Linked DNA regions of Mus musculus: region 2 is linked to region 1. The links are chromatin contacts, called in public HiChIP or PLAC-seq maps. All regions are on one chromosome and are shown on one strand. Each heading gives the region's core, a stretch centred on a gene start, on an enhancer-like site or on the middle of the called end of the contact. The rest is flanking DNA. Distances are from core to core; before and after follow the strand shown.

Region 1 (3,142 bases), core at 165-2,664:
CTATCTATCTATCTATCTATCTATCTATCTATCTATCTATCTATCTATCTATCTATTATCCATTCATCTATTCATTTGTCCATCTATCTTTCTGTATGTTTAAAAAATTCCTTATGACACATATCATTCTTTTCTCTTTTCACGTGATAGTCAAAATAAATTTATCTTTATTGTAAAAAAAAAAAAAAAAGAAAGAAAGAAAAGAAAACAAGAAAAAGACATGCTCTCAGAAGCAGATCCCTGCAATTGCAACTTTCCACATCTCATCCGACAAGAACGCTGGAAATCCTGGCTGAGAACTCTGTCAGGGGCAGCAGCCAACTGTACAAAAGAGCGATGGAGTGAGCAAGCCAGCTTGGCCCCAGTGCACCAGTCTCCTTTGTGGCTGGCTACTCCACTCAGCCTCTGTTCCAGATCTCCCAGTCACTGCCTTCTGCTGCTCTGTGGATATCCCCTTCACTTGCCATTGTGTGTGTAGCTGGGCGAGGGTAGGGAGAGGTAGAGGCAATCAACAGCTTTGTAACCCTAGTCTTCCCTTCCCCTCAAACTCCCAGTTCAGTCACTTGCCATTTTAAATGAATTCATCACTGTCCAAAGGGTCCAGCTGTCATATTGGATGCACCAGGCTCCACTTGGTCGCACACCTTATCTTCTGTACCTTCTCTTCAATTCACCCACAGGGTTCTCTACATCACTGTTCTTTCCTTTTTGTAAGCACTGTAGTCCACCTTCATCCCTTAGTCTCATCCTAAGCTCCTTTGAATTGGAAGTCAGTTACCTGGCTGGTTTTATACTTTCCCCATCTCTCCTTCCAACACTTCCTTTCAGTCTCCACCAGCCTTCCATGGTTTGGTTCAGCAGTTCAGACCACTTGCTGCCCTTCCAGAAGACCCTAGGTCAGATCTCAACACTCATGTCAGGCAGCTCAAACCTACCCACAACCAGATTCAGAGCGTCCAGCTCTCTCCTGTCCTCCTTGTGTACCCTTACACATGTGACATACATGTCCATGGACACATACAAAGGGAATGAAAATAAAGATTGGTCCACTTATGTTATTTACTCTTCTGCTTTGTCCAAAGCATGTGGTACAGCAATCGTCTAAAATATATGGTGCTCTGCCTTGTCAGAGTCTCATAGCTCTAGCCTTGATAACTTTTACCTTCTATTATGAGTAAAATGTAGGCATTGTGACACCTCAGAAAGTCCGTGTGCTGGGCTGTGATATCTGCGTCCTTGGATAGCTCGGTCATGGAACTAGAGGGGGATTCCAGGCCATCTGTGTCCTCCGTTGCCCCACACCTAGCAAACTGGTTAGAGGTAATGAATCTCTCAGACATCCATAGAAGACATGGACAGAACTGTGCCTCTGATGAGAGAACTGTACATATGCTGAGCCAACACATGGTGGTGCTGTGGTCACATGCGTCAGAAAGGACTCCTTTGTAGGCCAAGTCCAACCTGACATATGTTGTGCTCAAAGGGTCTTTTGGATTCAGAAACACTTTAGTGTGGGGTGTGATGTCAGTGACATCATGATATTGTATCCAGAGGCTGCATGTGCCATTGAAACCTCAGATCTCTTGAGTGTGTATTTCTTTATCAGAAATAGGACTCTATCCTGCCTTTCTTTCAAACCCCAGGTCCTGAAAACTTTTTTTGTCCTGTTCTGCTTTAATATTAGGCCTCAGAATTCAAATTAAGAGCGTGGTTCTTTCAGGTACCCCTCTTTCCTCCTGGCCTGAGATGGTACATTGAAAAGAGGACATAACGTAGTAAATATTGGTTGTTTGTCGATGAGTTGAGGGACCAAATTATGGAGAAGGATGGTTAATATGGGCATTTCAAACACCATGCTTGGCTATAATTTCCCCCCTGAATTTATCAAGTCATATTCAGAGATATCAGCTTACATCATCCCTGGTAGAATTGGCCTCAGAAGGCAGAAGTAGGCAGAGTCCCAATTCCCAGTATCTGCTCTTCCCAAACTCTGTTTTTATTTTGCATAAGAAAGTGCCAGAAAAATTCACTTACATGCTGATACACATGGTGGAAGAGAAAGAGTTCTGCTAAGACTCAAAAGTCCAATGTCTGCTGTTTGAGGCCACTTGCAGGAAAGTTATTTTACCAATCTATACTTTGGTTCCTGTTCCTAATGTGCACCCACCTTTCATGCATCAATAGCACTTTTGAGTAGGATCTCTGAGATAAAAATTAAAGTTAAAGGAAGTCTACAGGTGGGATCTCCATATTGACTATAGTATGGCTTGACAAAAGAGCAAAGGGTCCTGGAGCTAGCATGCTCCTGCTGTGGTATGTGATGCCTGCTGTGTCCCTCATCAGATGCTGAGCAGATCCTGGTGCTGTGTGTTCTCTGGTCCATATTGTCATAAGCAGTGAATAGTGGAGACTTTGGGGGGTAAGCTCATATTCACCATGAATAGGTTTAAAGGACTCCTTTGTAGGCCAAGTCCAACCTGACATATGTTGTGCTCAAAGGGTCTTTTGGATTCAGAAACACTTTAGTGTGGGGTGTGATGTCAGTGACATCATGATATTGTCAGAAATCAGGTCTCTAGGATTTTGGTCTTGGGCTTTTTCCACTGAAGTAAGAGCTGTGCGAACTAAGTCTGGACTGCCCAGGTTACCTTCTTCTATATCTGAATATTTATTACACAAACAAAAACAAATGGAGAAAGGTGTGAGTGTGTGTGTGTGTGTGTGTGTGTGTGTGTGTGTGTGTGAGAGAGAGAGAGAGAGAGAGAGAGAGAGAGAGAGAGATGGAGACAGAGACAGAGACAGAGAGGGGGAGAGAATTGGTTTATCAATTTTCTTATAAACCTTGTTAGGTATTGAGGCTATTAACCTCCTAAAGGGAATATATGAGTTACTGCTAAGCATCAGTAGCATTCATATTGAGAAACACAATGAAAACAAAAGCAACAGAGGTTAGCATTTAATCCAAGTTGGAGAATTTTAAATGTTGAGTCAAAGGCATATGGAGCATTATAAATAAAAATAATATAGAGCACACACAATTTGTTCAAACAAGTGAATGCTGAGAAATTTACTATTAAATAATGGTTCAGGCGGGCAGTGGTGGCGCACACCTTTAATCCCAGCACTTGGGAGGCAGAGGCAG
Region 2 (3,142 bases), core at 434-2,933, 100 kb after region 1:
AGCTATTAAAAAGAATGAATTTATGAAATTCCTATGCAAATGGATGGACCTGGAGGGCATCATCCTGAGTGAGGTAACACATTCACAAAGGAACTCACACAATATGTACTCACTGATAAGTGGATATTAGCCCCAAACCTAGGATACCCAAGATATAAGATATAATTTCCTAAACACATGAAACTCAAGAAGAATGAAGACTGAAGTGTGGACACTATGCCCCTCCTTAGATTTGGGAACAAAACACCCATGGAAGGAGTTACAGAGACAAAGTTTGGAGCTGAGATGAAAGGATGGACCATGTAGAGACTGCCATATCCAGGGATCCACCCCATAATCAGCATCCAAACGCTGACACCATTGCATACACTAGCAAGATTTTATTGAAAGGACCCAGATGTAGCTGTCTCTTGTGAGACTATGCCGGGGCCTAGCAAACACAGAAGTGGATGCTCACAGTCAGCTAATGGATGGATCATAGGGCTCCCAATGGAGGAGCTAGAGAAAGTAGCCAAGGAGCTAAAGGGATCTGCAACCCTATAGGTGGAACAACATTATGAACTAACCAGTACCCCGGAGCTCTTGACTCTAGCTGCATATGTATCAAAAGATGGCCTAGTCAGCCATCACTGGAAAGAGAGGCCCATTGGACTTGCAAACTTTATATGCCCCAGTACAGGGGAACGCCAGGGCCAAAAAGGGGGAGTGGGTGGGCAGGGGAGTGGGGGTGGGTGGATATGGGGGACTTTTGGTATAGCATTGGAAATGTAAATGAGCTAAATACCTAATAAAAATGGAAAAAAAAAATATATATATAAATCAAGCACCCTCTGGAGCTCAGATTTCTCTTCCCTATCTAGATGACCTAAGGACAACTCCGCACTGAACTGTTGCCACTCATCTTGGATCCCTTTCCTTGTCAACCTTAGGCCCAACTGGCAATCTGCTCTTCCCACATCCCAAGCCCACCTTCTGTGGTCAAGATTCCTATCTGTTTTCACAACCTATGTTTGTGCTAAAATGTTCTCACTCTGCACTGCATCCATCTGTAGGATGAGTGTTCTTTCTTACTACCTAGAGGACCTGCCCTCCTAGACTAGCCTTATGACTCTAGAAAGAAGCCTGTCATAGTCCCTATCCTGACCGCTATCATGTCCTCCATCCGATGTCACACGCACCATCTTGTCACATGTGCTGTATGCCACTCACACAGTCATTCTTGCCAGCACTGTGTCACAGAACTGTCTGAGAACTGGTTCAGTACAGTGGTGAGCAATACAGCAGATTCTCCTCTAAGATCTATTTTCAATACCAGGAACAATTTTCTTCCATATTTTTTGTGATATTATATTTCTTCTCTTTTTTCTGTTTTTAATTTTATTTATTCTTTAATCCTTTTTTTTTTTTTACTGTACAGGCTTTATCCCCCTCCAGGTCCACTGCTGACTGTTTCACATCCCACCACATCCCCTGTCTCCAAGAGGATTCTCCCACACCAACCCCCCCACCAGCCTTCCCCACTTCCTGGGGCTCCATGTCTCTGGAGGATTAGGTGCATCTTCTCTGACTGGGACCAAACCTGGCAATCCTCTGTTGTATGTGTGTTGGGGGCCTCATATAAGCTGTTGTGTGCAGCCTGCGTCTGCACGATCAGTGTCTGAGCAATCTCATGGGTCCAGGTTAGTTGAGACTGCTGGTCTTCCTGTGGGGTTGCCCTCTTCCTTAGGTTCTTCAGCTTTTCAACCACAGGAGTCAGTAGCTTCTGTCCATTGGTTAAGTGTAAATATCTGCATCTGACTCTTTCAGCTGCTTGTTGGGTCTCTCAGAGGGCAGCCATGCTAGCTTCCTGTCTGTAAGCACACCATAGCATCAGTATTAGTGTCAGGCCTTGGGGCCTCCCCCTTAGCTGGATCCTAATTTGGACCTGTTATTGAAACTCCTTTTCCTCAGGCTCTTCTCCATTTTTATCCCTGAAGTTCTTTCAGACAGGAACAATTCTGGGTCAGAGTTTTTGATTGTGGCATGGCAACCACATCCTTTCACTTGATGCCCTGTCTTTCTACTGGAGGTGGACTCTATAAGTTCCCTCTCCCCACTGTAGGGCATTTTACCTAAGGTCCCTCCCTTTGAGACCTGAGAGTCTCTCATCTCCCAAGTCTCTGGTACATTCCAGAGGGTCCCCCAATCTCCTCCCTCCTGAGGTTGCCAATTTCTATTCTTTTTGCTGGCCCATGGGGCTTCAGCCCTGTTCTCCCCCAATACCTGATCCTGTTTCTCTCTTCCACTCCCTATCCTCTTTCCCAACCACATCTGAAAAGCTAGTGGTTACTGTTAAGGTGTGTATGCCACTGTTGTACCTTTATGGATATTGTGCTGTGTTGATTATTATTGTAGTTCACAAGCATCATAGCTGTATAAGACTATTAGTTGCTTCTCTTCTTCAGAAGCTTGCATCTGGCACCATGGAAACTAGCCCTCAGGGAGAAGGCTTTCAGGTCTGCTAACTCTGTCTGAAATGTGTGGTATCTCCAGCAATAGGGATTTATGTTCAACCTCTGGAAAGAAATATTCAAGGGCAGTAGAAAGAGTCTATAATGTTTTGAGATTCTCTTGGACAATCCTGTCTAACAACTATTGACAAAGATATTATACTTTATCATCATGTTGTGAATGACTAAAATCACAGCATTACCATAGGAAGAGATGAATCAGAGTACAGAAGACGTGATTTAAGAATTACACATGACTCATGACTCATGAGATTCCCATAAAGTTGACCAAGATCTCATATGTCACGTCACATGGTGATATGATCATATATGTACATATGAGTCAGAGATAGTTCATCTTTAAAACTGTCCTGCATTTCACAGTGCTATGAAGTGTGATGGCGAGCATGTCTGACCAAGAGGACACTGCACTGACAGTTTCTTTTTGGGCATTGGGGCTTGGGCAGGATTACCATGTGGCTGAGTGAATATTGGTTAGCTCTGTCATACACAGTGGGTGAATATCTGGAGAAAATTCAGGCATGTGTTTAGAGATCTTAAGGGGGGAATAAAAGAACATAGGGACCAAAGGAGGAAGGACAATGCCATGACCTGAGAGCAAACTGAGTCTTGGGGTCCCTTACTATGTGTTT

What was found. HiChIP or PLAC-seq counts read pairs in DNA pulled down with a chosen protein or histone mark.
Region 2: a BATF HiChIP or PLAC-seq map of CD8 T cells shows a contact between it and region 1, with 8 read pairs. The contact joins two enhancer-like sites. A contact is called at or near these places in 1 of 15 datasets of contacts at CTCF or cohesin (large pre-B cells), 3 of 484 Hi-C or Micro-C datasets (the CH12 cell line, Th1 cells and Th2 cells), 3 of 115 datasets of contacts at active chromatin or transcription factors (CD8 T cells, large pre-B cells and regulatory T cells) and 1 of 9 other capture datasets (embryonic stem cells).

Annotation. Positions count from the first base shown.
Region 1 is chr15:9,454,032-9,457,173 of GRCm38.p6, forward strand. The region is part of intron 1 of Capsl (calcyphosine-like); the gene reads left to right. Among named protein-coding and RNA genes, the nearest start is that of Capsl, 20 kb to the left of the region's middle. Within about 2 kb of position 1,415, at least 86 of the 459 cell types and tissues checked have an H3K27ac peak or open chromatin away from gene starts, as enhancers often do. A contact at or near this core is called in CD8 T cells and Th2 cells, where this site is marked.
Region 2 is chr15:9,553,333-9,556,474 of GRCm38.p6, forward strand. No RefSeq gene overlaps it. Among named protein-coding and RNA genes, the nearest start is that of Il7r, 25 kb to the left of the region's middle. Within about 2 kb of position 1,684, at least 24 of the 459 cell types and tissues checked have an H3K27ac peak or open chromatin away from gene starts, as enhancers often do. A contact at or near this core is called in CD8 T cells and Th2 cells, where this site is marked.